Regions from separate parts of the Mus musculus genome. Here region 1 is linked to region 2. The links are chromatin contacts, called in public HiCAR-type maps. All regions are on one chromosome and are shown on one strand. Each heading gives the region's core, a stretch centred on a gene start, on an enhancer-like site or on the middle of the called end of the contact. The rest is flanking DNA. Distances are from core to core; before and after follow the strand shown. Region 1 holds the start of Mmp16 (matrix metallopeptidase 16). Region 2 holds the start of Osgin2 (oxidative stress induced growth inhibitor family member 2).

Region 1 (5,243 bases), core at 2,321-4,820, 1.8 Mb before region 2:
TGCACTGATGACTTAAGGAGCAATAGAGAAACACAGGCAATCTACCCATAGTACTATCTTTGAGAGTATCTGTTTTTTAATTTGATACTCTATTTGCTTTTTCAAAACCACACAAAAATACCTTTATCACTGGCTTCCATAAGAATATTATTTTTTCTACCACCCATTCTAAAAATAGGACATTCTAAATCTTTATTTTCTTAAAATCAGACAGGAATTAATTGACATGAATACCTCTGCCCAACCCCTTCTATAGGGAGAAAAAAAAAAAAAACAATACAGGCACCTTTTAACCTTAAATTATACAAATAAAAAGTATGGGAATGATCAAAAATTAAGTTCTTCAATGAATAAAACATTGTAATCTTAGTTGTCAGCATGAATGGAATCTCTCCAAAGCTCTGGTCCAACTTAATAACTTAGTGTATATATTAGGGAAAAAAAATCAGGATACTAGGAGCCTAAAGCATGATTGATACTACTGCTGGATATTTGGTTGTTTGGTTGGTTGGTTGGTTGGTTGGTTGGTTTGGTTTGGTTTGGTTTGGTTTGGTTGGTTTTTTGGCTTGCTTTTGAGAATCAATGGAATAAAGCATGCTTTTTGTGTCTGTTTTGCAGCCAAGACTAGAGTGTAGGGTACAAGTGCTTCTTCTGGGAAAGTAATGCAATATTCTTTCCGCTAGCATTTCCTATTACAAAGAGATATCGAGTAAATATTCATCAGGCACAAACACAAGTAAGAAATTGTTCTATTATCTTAGATACTGTATGATAATTTGATTTTACTATCAGCTACTTGATATAATATCACATGTGTGTGAATCTGTGTGTGTGTGTTTGTGTGTGTGTGTGTGTGTGTGTGTGTGTGTGTGTGTGTGTGTGTGTGTGTGTGTGTGTGTGTGAAGCCTAGACATCTAACCAAAGAAGTGCTAAAGAGCTTAAAAAGCTATTTGGAAATAATGCAAACTATGAAACACAATCTCCTATAAATCATTAGAAAAGTCCCTTTGTGTTAAGTAAGCTTACTAAGGTCTCAGAGGGCACATGACTCTTTCATCTGTCAGCTAAATCTTTGAATTGTTTAATAAGCATGGTTGAAATAACTCAAATGCCCTAAAATTGGAAAAGTGGCTCTGCAAACTATTCTTCACATAAACCTTGAGAGATGGAAGGAGATATTTGAAACGCAATGAAGAAATCATCTTTATAAAAGTATCTCAACCTCTTTCAGGTAACAATATCCGGTTGAACTGACTGAGAGATTCCAATATAAAGTAATACAATCTAACCTAGATTTAGCCTCACAAAACAAACCTAATAATCATCAAAACATTGATGTCATTTAATCCTGCAATGGTAAGTTAAGAGTTCTCCTAGCAGGCAGCTATCCACTCAGCCTCAGATTCTCACAGGAAGCAAGATGCTAACCAGGACTTACTATGCCTCACCCCACATCACAGTATCCTCTACCACCAAGCAACAGCCTGTTCTGTATATAGCATTACTAACAACAGCTTGCCAGTTTCATTCCTTCAGCCTATGAACTAGTCATTCCTCTATTGCAATTAAATTATCTACTCATTTAAATGTTAGTACACAATCCATAATGACAGCTAATTCCAAAAGTTCAACTTTGTCATCCAGAAAAGTCTGGACCTTCAGCTGCTTTCCATTGCTGCTTTTATGTAAAAAAAAAAAAAATCCATTGTGTGGTTTTCAAATTGTGGTTTCTTTAAAACATATCCCTACTTAACATCTGCAAACTTCCTTAATTCCTGTGATGTTGGCTTTTACTTTTTCAAATACGTTGCTTCTGCCCCGTTATATGGAGTCCAAAGTACAGTCCATAGAAGACTCTACCTCCACACCTGGCACTTATTATGAACACTTTGCTTATAAATTGGTTCCATGAAGCATGTTCAAACCGTGTGCAACAGGTCCAACTATTGTGTAAACAGGAGCTCCTAACACAATAGGAACAAGAGCCAGTTCTTTGCAACCGCAAAGAACCACACCAATCGGTGCTAATTCACTGGTAATTCTTTTTGAGATATATAAAGCTGTGATAACTACGGGAAGTTTGTGTTACCCAGACCCTCCCACACCCCCCACCTTAAGTGCAATTTTAGTGTAAGGAACTGTGCAACAAAAAGCCCAGGTGTGCACAGCTTTTCTCGACTCACTGCACATGACCAGCTTTAGAGCTCAGTTGATGACAGGAAGAGCACTTTCACGAAGGTCTGACAAGTCCTTCTCCTTAAGTTGCCCACTGCTGTTGCTATATGCTCCCAAAGGCACCACAGGAAAACAAATGGCAACCAAAGATGTCTAGGCTTTGTCATGTCAGTGTGAAATCAAATTTAAAACACAACTCCAAACTATTAGAAGGGGCCACATTTATTTCCAGTCTCTTGGGAAGAGAGAGAGAGAGTAGGCTCTTAGAGGAGATAGATTTCATGTGCTCTGTACAGTTAGATCTAGTTACAGCGTATTAAGTTAGGTCTAATAGAAAGACACTGTCTGCTTGAGTGTTTTATCACAAAGTGATGTTATTAAGCATATCAAGTATTCCCATACTCTCCTTGGATTCTTTGATTTTTACCTCCCTTTGTTAGACACAGACCACAAGGAGAAATATTGCAGGAACAATACCCAGGCACATGATGCCAACCATCAATGTGGTTTCCCTAGCTATGTATGCAGCATAAACTCAAGCTTTCTTATAAAACTACACATTTGCTCTACATAGAGCTTTGCCTCTTTCCTGGCTAAGCAGCACCGGTCTGCTACAATGTGTCTCTGAGCGTGCAGCATGGTGCTTTGTGCAGCTGGGGATAACGGATTGTTGGTCTCCAGGCATCCATCACTTAGAACCCTGGCAAACTCAACAAGGGTTTTGGTTGCTGACTGGAAAGAGAAACAATGTGCTTTGAGCCTCAAGGATCCAAGAAGTGAAGGAAAGGTTCCAGGGAGCAGCCGAGCAAGAGGATGGAAGCATGGTACTCTTACCTCCACATTGAAATACTGCTCCGTTCCGCAGACTGTAGCACATAAAATCCAAAGCAAGGTTTGCAAGAAAAACACACCCGAACGATGCACGAAATCCAACCTTCTTCCAGAGCTGAATGCGAGTAAGATCATAGTGAACTGTGCCTCAACGGATGGACGAGCTCCCCTGCGTTTTCTCCCTCTTTCCGAATGTCCACTCCCTGTTTCCTTTTAAAAAGAAAAAAAAAAAAAATCCAGTCCTGGGGTGGGTAAAAGCTTGCAGGTTCACCCACCCGTCCAGGGATGGGGATGGGCGCCAGGCTCGGCAGCCGGGGAGAAACAGAGGAAAGGCAGGGTCAGCGGCGGCAAGTGTTCACCATCCTCACCCGGCCGTCGCCCGGAACGTGGCGCCCAAGTTCACCCGCGGTTCCGATTCCCAGCGCCGCCGAGTCGCAGCCGCCGCCTCCAGCCCGTGCGTCCTCCGCCTTCTCCACCTCCTACGCCGCCGGTGCCCCCAGTTTCTGCGGGAAGGGCCTCAGCCGCTCCCAGCTCACTGCCTCCACTGCTCCTTCCCTCCTCTCTGCTCCCCTCCAGAATGTTCATCGGTAATCTACATAACTCCTCCTTCCCGGGGTCTGCGGGGATCTTGGGGGCCCCGCGCGCACACACACTCAAACCACACACGCGCGCGCACGCGCTCGGCCATACACACACACACACACACACACACACACACACACACACACACACACACACACACACACATACTCACTCACCCGAAACACACGCAGGCGCGCTTCTTAAAGGAGAAGACTCAAGGATGCCTTTTAGATACTGGTACACTGGATTGGGTACCGGGCCCTTGCGAAAGGCCCTAGTTCGTGACGAACTCTTCTTTTTCCCTATTACCTGTCCCTCATCTAGATGTCTGGTACCTAGCACTAGAGAAAATCGATTCTTGCTACACCTCTCTTGCCCCTTGCCCAGGCATCTAAAAACAAGTGCGCCCCTCCCCAACCAGAACTTGGGTGGGGCTTGGGCTGTGGACCCGTGTGGAAGCTGAGGAGCAGTCTGGGCCTGGTCCTGAAGGGTATTCAGCATCTTAGTTAAAGATGTTCAAAAAGATCCCTAGTGCTGGAAATCAGGAGTACACCCAGGTTCCTGTGTGGTGCTTGGTAGTCTGGGTCAGTTATCCAGACTCACCAAGTTTGTAAGACCGAGATGGCAAATTTCTGCCATCAAAAACTTTGTTAGGGTCCCTTAAGTCTGTGGCCTCCTGTCTCCCAGGAGAAACATTATACAGAAACATTATAGGCTCAGGAAATAGGCACAGGTTTTTGGTAGGAGACCAGTCAAAGCCAGAATGAAACTACCCTCATCAAATGAGTGGTAAACACTCATCAAAATGCAGGGGTTCCAAAGATGTGGTCTTTACTACATCTGAGAAAAAAGGTTGAGTCACTGGAGAGAAGACAGCAGTAGAACATGGATAGAAGCTGAGGAAAGTGGGAGCACTCACCACCTCAAAGGTGGTAATGGGGATTATGAATGTGAACAGCTGACATGGGCAGCATGCTGGGGGCAAATTAGAGAGGCCTGGGGGTCTGAAGGGAATCCAGAGCCCAGAGAACTGCAGGAGCTAGCTGGAGACTGCTGGTATGCCAGGCTGGCAAACAAAACCAGAGAACTTCAGAAGAGGGTGCAAAAATGGAGCTGAACAGAAGCAGTGTGAGGAGGTGGACAGGGGAGGCAGCAAACACCAGCCCTTGGCAGGTGACTTCTGGCTGGAGAGAAAGGGGGAAGGGAGTAGGGCAGGCATCTGTCTGGGGGCCTGGCCAATAAATGTGCTTCTCCTTGGCAGCCAGTAGAGGGGAAGAGAGGAGCCCACAGGAGGGAAAAGCAGCCAAAGCAAAGGCCAGCATTGTTCCAGGTACCTGACAGCTGCCTAGGCAAAATGGGAAAGAGAACTGACAAGATGTATTTCATGGTCAGTCAGTAAAGCAAGAAGTAGAACACAGGAGGTCACATTTAGTAAACAGATGGAAAATGTTGGGAAAAAAATAGCTTTCCAAACATTGCATTCAACAGTAATAATTTGTATATGAAATTTGGAGAGTGGAGGAGGGGCTGAAGACTAGAAGTTTCTTGTTACTGCTTTGCTAAAACCTGTGGAGCATGTACCCAGCATCTTGAGTTGAGCTCAGGGAGCCCTTTCTAACAATCTGCCATGGTGTGTATGTGTGTGTGAGTGTGTG
Region 2 (5,761 bases), core at 1,903-4,402:
CCTGTGTAGTTTACCACAAGCCAAATTCTGCTATGTAACACTGAACAAAGAAACAAAGTTCTGACCTCCTAAACCAACTTTGTAGCAGAGAAAACAAAAAACACATTAAAATCCTGCATGTCAGACATAGCTGTAGCCTGAGTGCAGGTGCAGCTTTCTAAGTAGGCACACAGCTTTCTGTTCAGACAGCGATGGAATCTTACTGTGTGGCTTGGTAGTTTTTCTGAATCTCACCCCTCATTAGGCTTCTTTTGCTCTCTTATTCTAACCCTTATAAAATATGATGTATGAAGTTATTTTGATCTTTTTCTGTAAATTCTCTGCAGCTGAACTGGATTGTTGTACTATTAACAAAAACTTTAAAAGGTTTACTTAAGAGGGAAGCCTCTTTGTTAGATTTCTGTCCCTTAAACAAACCTGAAGTTTTGTTCACCTGAAGTCTTTTTTTTTCAAATTTTTATTAGATATTTTCTTCATTTACATTTCAAATGCTATTCTGAAAGTTCCCTATACCCTCCCCTCGCCCTGCTCCCCTACCCACCCACTCCCACTTCTTGGCCCTGGCGTTCCCCTGTACTGGGGCATATAAAGTTTGCAAGACCAAGGGACCTCTCTTCCCAATGACAGCCGACTAGGCCATCTTCTGCTACATATGCAGCTAGAGACACGAGCTCTGGGGATACTGGCTAGTTCATATTCACCTGAAGTCTTTAATAGAGCTTCCACCCCCAGTTTTGTATGTGATCATTGAAGTGACCACACAGTACTTCCTGTCTAGGGCCAAAACTGAAGAGAATTTTAGCTTCATCAGAGATAGGCACAGCTGCTTATGGAACCAAAAGAGCAATGATCTTGATGATTAAAAAATCTGAAAGGGTTTCTACCTTCAAACTATAAAATAATACCATTTCTAGACTCTCCTCTGGAATGTTCTGAGTATTATATGACCAAATTATTGGCTTTTATAGCATGATCATTACTAGGTTTGCCCAGATGATATAAAATGCAACTGTTTGTTTTGAATGATTAAAAAACTTGTTTGTAGAAAATGGGAAAATACACTATCTTGGCTCAGGCTGCTGTACTGCCAGACTACAGATCAGAAAGCTTAAACACTAGGAATTTGTTTTCTTACAGCTCTGACACATTCAAACCATTAGGGGCTGGAGAGAGAGCTCAACTATTAAGAACATAATTGCTTTGCAGAAAGCCAGAGTTGGGTTCCAGGAACAGAGACTGGGGAGCTCCCAACTGCCTCTAACTTCTGTTCCAGGATTCTTCTATAACCTCTGTGGTTTCTGTATGTATCTGCACTCACACACTCATTTCTGCCCCATAACCTCTGTGGTTTCTGTATGTATCTGCACTCATGTACTCATTTCTGCCCCTCACACCCGGTACACGAGAGACCAAAAATAATTGTTCAAAATACATTAAATACAAACCAATGTAAATTTGAAATCTGGTGTTTTTGTTCTGCAACCATTGAAAAAACAATATAAATGAAAAAATTCCCTACAAATTAAAACAAAGACCTAATGGGAAAAGATGTATAAAGGGATAGTGGTATAAATATTAGAAAAAGCATAGTCTTATACATCACATTGCAAAAAACCACAGCTTTCCTCTTAGACAGAATAAGAAGACATTATTCTGGAGCCATTTTTAGTGGCTATAGGCCAGGAACAATTTTAACTACCCCAAATTCCATGTTCCAACTGGAAGCAGTTCTGTGAAGTTTCACAGAACAAGAAATCAAGGTAAGTGTAAAATCCATTGTTATAGTTTATTAAAGCACGCCAGAGAGACAGGTACAGCAAGATGAGGGAAGTGTTACTATAGTCTCAGGGTGTTATCTTATTGCATTCTTAGCTTTTGGTTGGTGGAAGCTAGTGGCCTGTTTAGTCAATAGATTCCAAAAAGTTTTTAATCTTCTAGTCACAAGACGTTAGTTCACACATAGAGTTGGACAAATAGCTAGTGTTCTGCAGTGCTAGATCTAGCCTAGATAAGGTAATTAGCCTCTGGATGGACCTGCAGCAATCCAAGCTTCCCACTATAATGCAGTTCTAGTCAATGTCTCGGCAGACGCAGCTTCTTCTTCCCTTTCTCCTTCACAACTGTTAACACATTAAACGTAAAATGAGCTCATACTGCCATTATTTTCAAAGAGGAGAAAAACAATTTTTAAAATCCGGTGAATACACCTTTTAGATATGGAATCCTGGAGGCACGCTGAGTTCTTTCTTTTTGAGACAGGGTCTCTCTACAAAGTCCTGGCTGTCCTATGTAGATCAAACTAGACTTGAACTCATGGAGATCCACCTGCCTCTGCTTTCCCAGGGCTGAAATTAAGGCATGGGCCAATGTTCTGCCAGGATGAGTTCTTTTAAAAAATGCAGACTCCAACCAACATTCTTAAAGAGAATTTCTTTTAAAGACATAAACATACAAGTGTTTTAACTGCTCCCCTCCGCCCCCCAATAACGGAGATGGGTGAAGGCGTTGTCGGAGCAGATTAATTAATTAATTAAGGTGATTAATCGCTCTGACAGTGTCCACCCTCACCTTTTAACTTTGGATAAATACCAAGTTGGATGCACTCCCTGTGCTGACTCAAAGACACCTGGAGAGACTCAAAACATCTTTTCTGGCCCAGCCCCTTTCCCCACTAGTCTCTGCATGGCTGAGTGAGGCCTTGCCCAGTCCGGGGAATGGTGGAGCGGCGCTCTTTAAGAAGGGAGGCTGAACATGGCCAGGGGGAGCGCCAGGCGAGCGGCCGGAGCACCTAAGGTTTGTGGGAGTCTTTGGGTGGCCGCGATGCGGGGGCCGAGGCCAGATGCACCCGAGACAGTGCGAGGACGTGAGCTCAGGTAGGTTCTCGCGGCCGGACTTCCCTGAGACCCGCAGGCCTGAGGTAGAAGCCTCCCCTCTTCTGCTCCGCAATCCCAAGAGCGGGCACCGAGAACGCACCCCGAGCCCCGAGCCTAGGCCTCGTGAGGACCCGGACCGCAGCGCCGCGGCCCTGCGCATCCCTCTCCGTGGACCCGCCCCTCGCCGCGACTCCACCAATCGGCGGCCTCGTCCACGCGCCGCACCTGGTGGGCGGAGCCGCGCGTCGCCGTCGCAGCGCCCGGTCCCGCCCCCAGCGCGGCGCTCATCACTCGCTGCGCCGCCCTGCCGCCGGCGGGGAGGAGCGGAAGCCGCTGGCCGGGGACAGACTCCCGCGCCTGTGAGCCGCGGTGCAGGCAGAGCGCGCGCCGGGACCAGCCCGCGGTCGGCCCTCCCGGAGGACGGCAGCCGCTCTCCATGCCTGTGTGGTGCTGCCGCTGCTCCCTGGCCGGTCATTTCAGGTGACTTTCCCCCCGGGATGGGTCGGAGCTGGCTCTGCAGCGTGTGCTCCTCGGCCGCCGCCCGCTGGGCCGGCGCTGCTCGGAGCTCCGTGGACCCCGCTCTTTTCTTGTCCCCTCTTCTTGTTCCTGGACCGCGCGGGTCACAGGACGGCGAGAGTGGCTAGGCCGGCGGTGAGTCGGTTACATGTAAATGGTAAATTTGAAAATCTGTGAAGAGCCTCCTTTGAATTTTTGATCTTTTAAAAATCTAATAACATAAGTTACTGGCTTGAAGGGAAGTGGAGAAGAATGTGTCATGTAGTGACAGTGGGTCGTGACTTACTAAGGTATGAGTGATGTAAAGCCATGTTAGAATGGAGAAATTTAGGAAGTGGCAGTTTTATACTCAAATTATGATGAAAGTTTCTTACGGTGAGAAAAACAATAGTTTCAAAGATGAATGAACGTATGTTCTAGATTCAGAACAATTGACCAACACTTCGGGGAATTACAGAATAAGATCAAAAGTACAAGAAACTGGATGGGATGAAATGTTACGTTTAGTAAGGACTCTGGGAACTGGCTTTACATGTGTGAATGTTACAGAATAAACTGATAAAGACTTGTTTAATAGAGGCTCATAGAATTTAGGTGAAACATTAACTTGGGTGGAAAGGATATTAATATCATTTCTAAAAATACTAACATTGCTTTCTTTACTAATGTGAGCCACAAGTCACAGTATTTGTGACTGTCATCAATACAAATCACAGAGCTTATTTTATGTGATATAGATAAATGTCGTGTGTATTTAATAACCTTCACAGAAGAGGTTAAAAAAGAATGTGAGGTGCAGAGAAATCAGACTCCTGCTGTAATAGCAACGACCTAGGTCTGCCCAACCTCCTGAGTTTGTAAGGAGACTTTAAATTCTAGATCTAGAAAAGTTTTATGCCAAAGACTGCTGGATTCTATGTTCTAGACAGATTGTTGTGTATGTACACATCGTCCACTTTGAGTATTGTAAAAAGCAGGCTGGAGTGAAAATTTGAAGCCTCTTGGGGAGCTACATTTCTTTTAGAAAATAACCCTCTGAAAGTCTCCTGACACCTTTGGGGTACTGTTGAGCGGTAAGGGGAGAGCTTGGAATTCTTACTCTGAGGCTATGTGGTAAATACCATCCATCCTCTTATCTCTGTGCAGAGAAATTTAGGGGAGGGAGTGAAAAGTGTTTGCTACAGTTTAGTGTTGGGAGAGAAGAAACCGTGTTTGCTACATTATTATAGTTAAATGTATCATTAGAGACCTTTTAAGAGTCAAGCTATAAGAAGTACTGCTTCCTTGTCTTCCCCCATTCATTCAGCAGCCTCAAGTAGCATCCATGTGTGAGTGCATCTCCATAAATGTTGGCCAGGCTGATGTCCAGATGGGAAATGCCTACTGGCAGCTCTACTGCTAGGAAAATGGCATCTAACCTGATGGCCACATGCCAAGTGACATGATCATTGGGGAAGAGATGACTCTTTGAGGATCTCCTTCAGTGAGACAGGCACTAGCAAGCATGTGCCCTGGGCAGTGATCGTAGACCTGGAATGCATAGCTATTGATGAATTGCGCACTGGTACCTACTGCCAGCTTTTCTACCCTGAGCAGCTCAGCTCATCACAGGCAAGGAAGATGCTGCCTATAACTGTGCCCCTGGCAACTACACCATTGGCAAGGATATCATTAACCTTGTCTTGACAGGACTCTCAAACTGGCTGACCAGTGTACAGAGCTTCAGGGTTTCTCCTTTTTCCATGGCTTTGGCAGGGGATCAGGCTGTGAATTCATCTCCCTGCTGATGGAGTGGCTCTCTATTGGTTATGAAAAGAAGTTGAAGCTGGAGTTCTACATTACTCAACCCCCCAAAGTTTCCACTGCTGTAGTTGAGCCCTACAATTCCATCCTCACCATCCATACCACCCTGGATGGAGCACTCTGATTGTACCTTCGTGGTAGATAATGGGGCCATCTGTGACATCTGTTATAGAAATCTCAACATTGAACACCCAATTTACACTAACTTAAATAGGATGATAGGTCAGACTGTCTTCTGTCACTGCTTCCCTCAGATTTGATGGGACCTTGAATGTTGACCTGACAGAATCCCAGACCAATCTTGTGCCCTGTCCTAGAATCTACGTCCTCTGGCCACTATGCTCCTGCCATTTTTGCTTAGAAAGCCTACTACGAGGAACTTTATAGCAGAGATGACCAATGTCTGCTTTTAGTCAGCCAACTAGATAGTGATCCGTTGGCGTCGTAAATACATGGCCTACTGTACGGCAGAGATGTGGCTCCCAAAGATGTCAGTGCTGCCATTACCATTAAGACCAAGTGTACCATCCAGTTTGTGGACTTGTGCCCCACTCACTTTTAAGATTGGC

The links. HiCAR-type assays count read pairs that join an accessible place to other places.
Region 1: a HiCAR-type map of astrocytes shows a contact between it and region 2, with 6 times the contacts expected there. The contact joins the promoter of Mmp16 here to the promoter of Osgin2 in region 2. A contact is called at or near these places in 1 of 484 Hi-C or Micro-C datasets (uterus) and 2 of 115 datasets of contacts at active chromatin or transcription factors (astrocytes and forebrain).

The regions. Positions count from the first base shown.
Region 1 is chr4:17,851,619-17,856,861 of GRCm38.p6, reverse strand. Mmp16 (matrix metallopeptidase 16) reads right to left here and starts at 3,570. Exons shown (of 11, transcript NM_001379519.1): 1 at 3,375-3,570; 2 at 3,010-3,216. The coding sequence starts at 3,141.
Region 2 is chr4:16,011,279-16,017,039 of GRCm38.p6, reverse strand. Osgin2 (oxidative stress induced growth inhibitor family member 2) reads left to right here and starts at 3,152. Exons shown (of 6, transcript NM_145950.5): 1 at 3,152-3,353. The coding sequence starts at 3,310.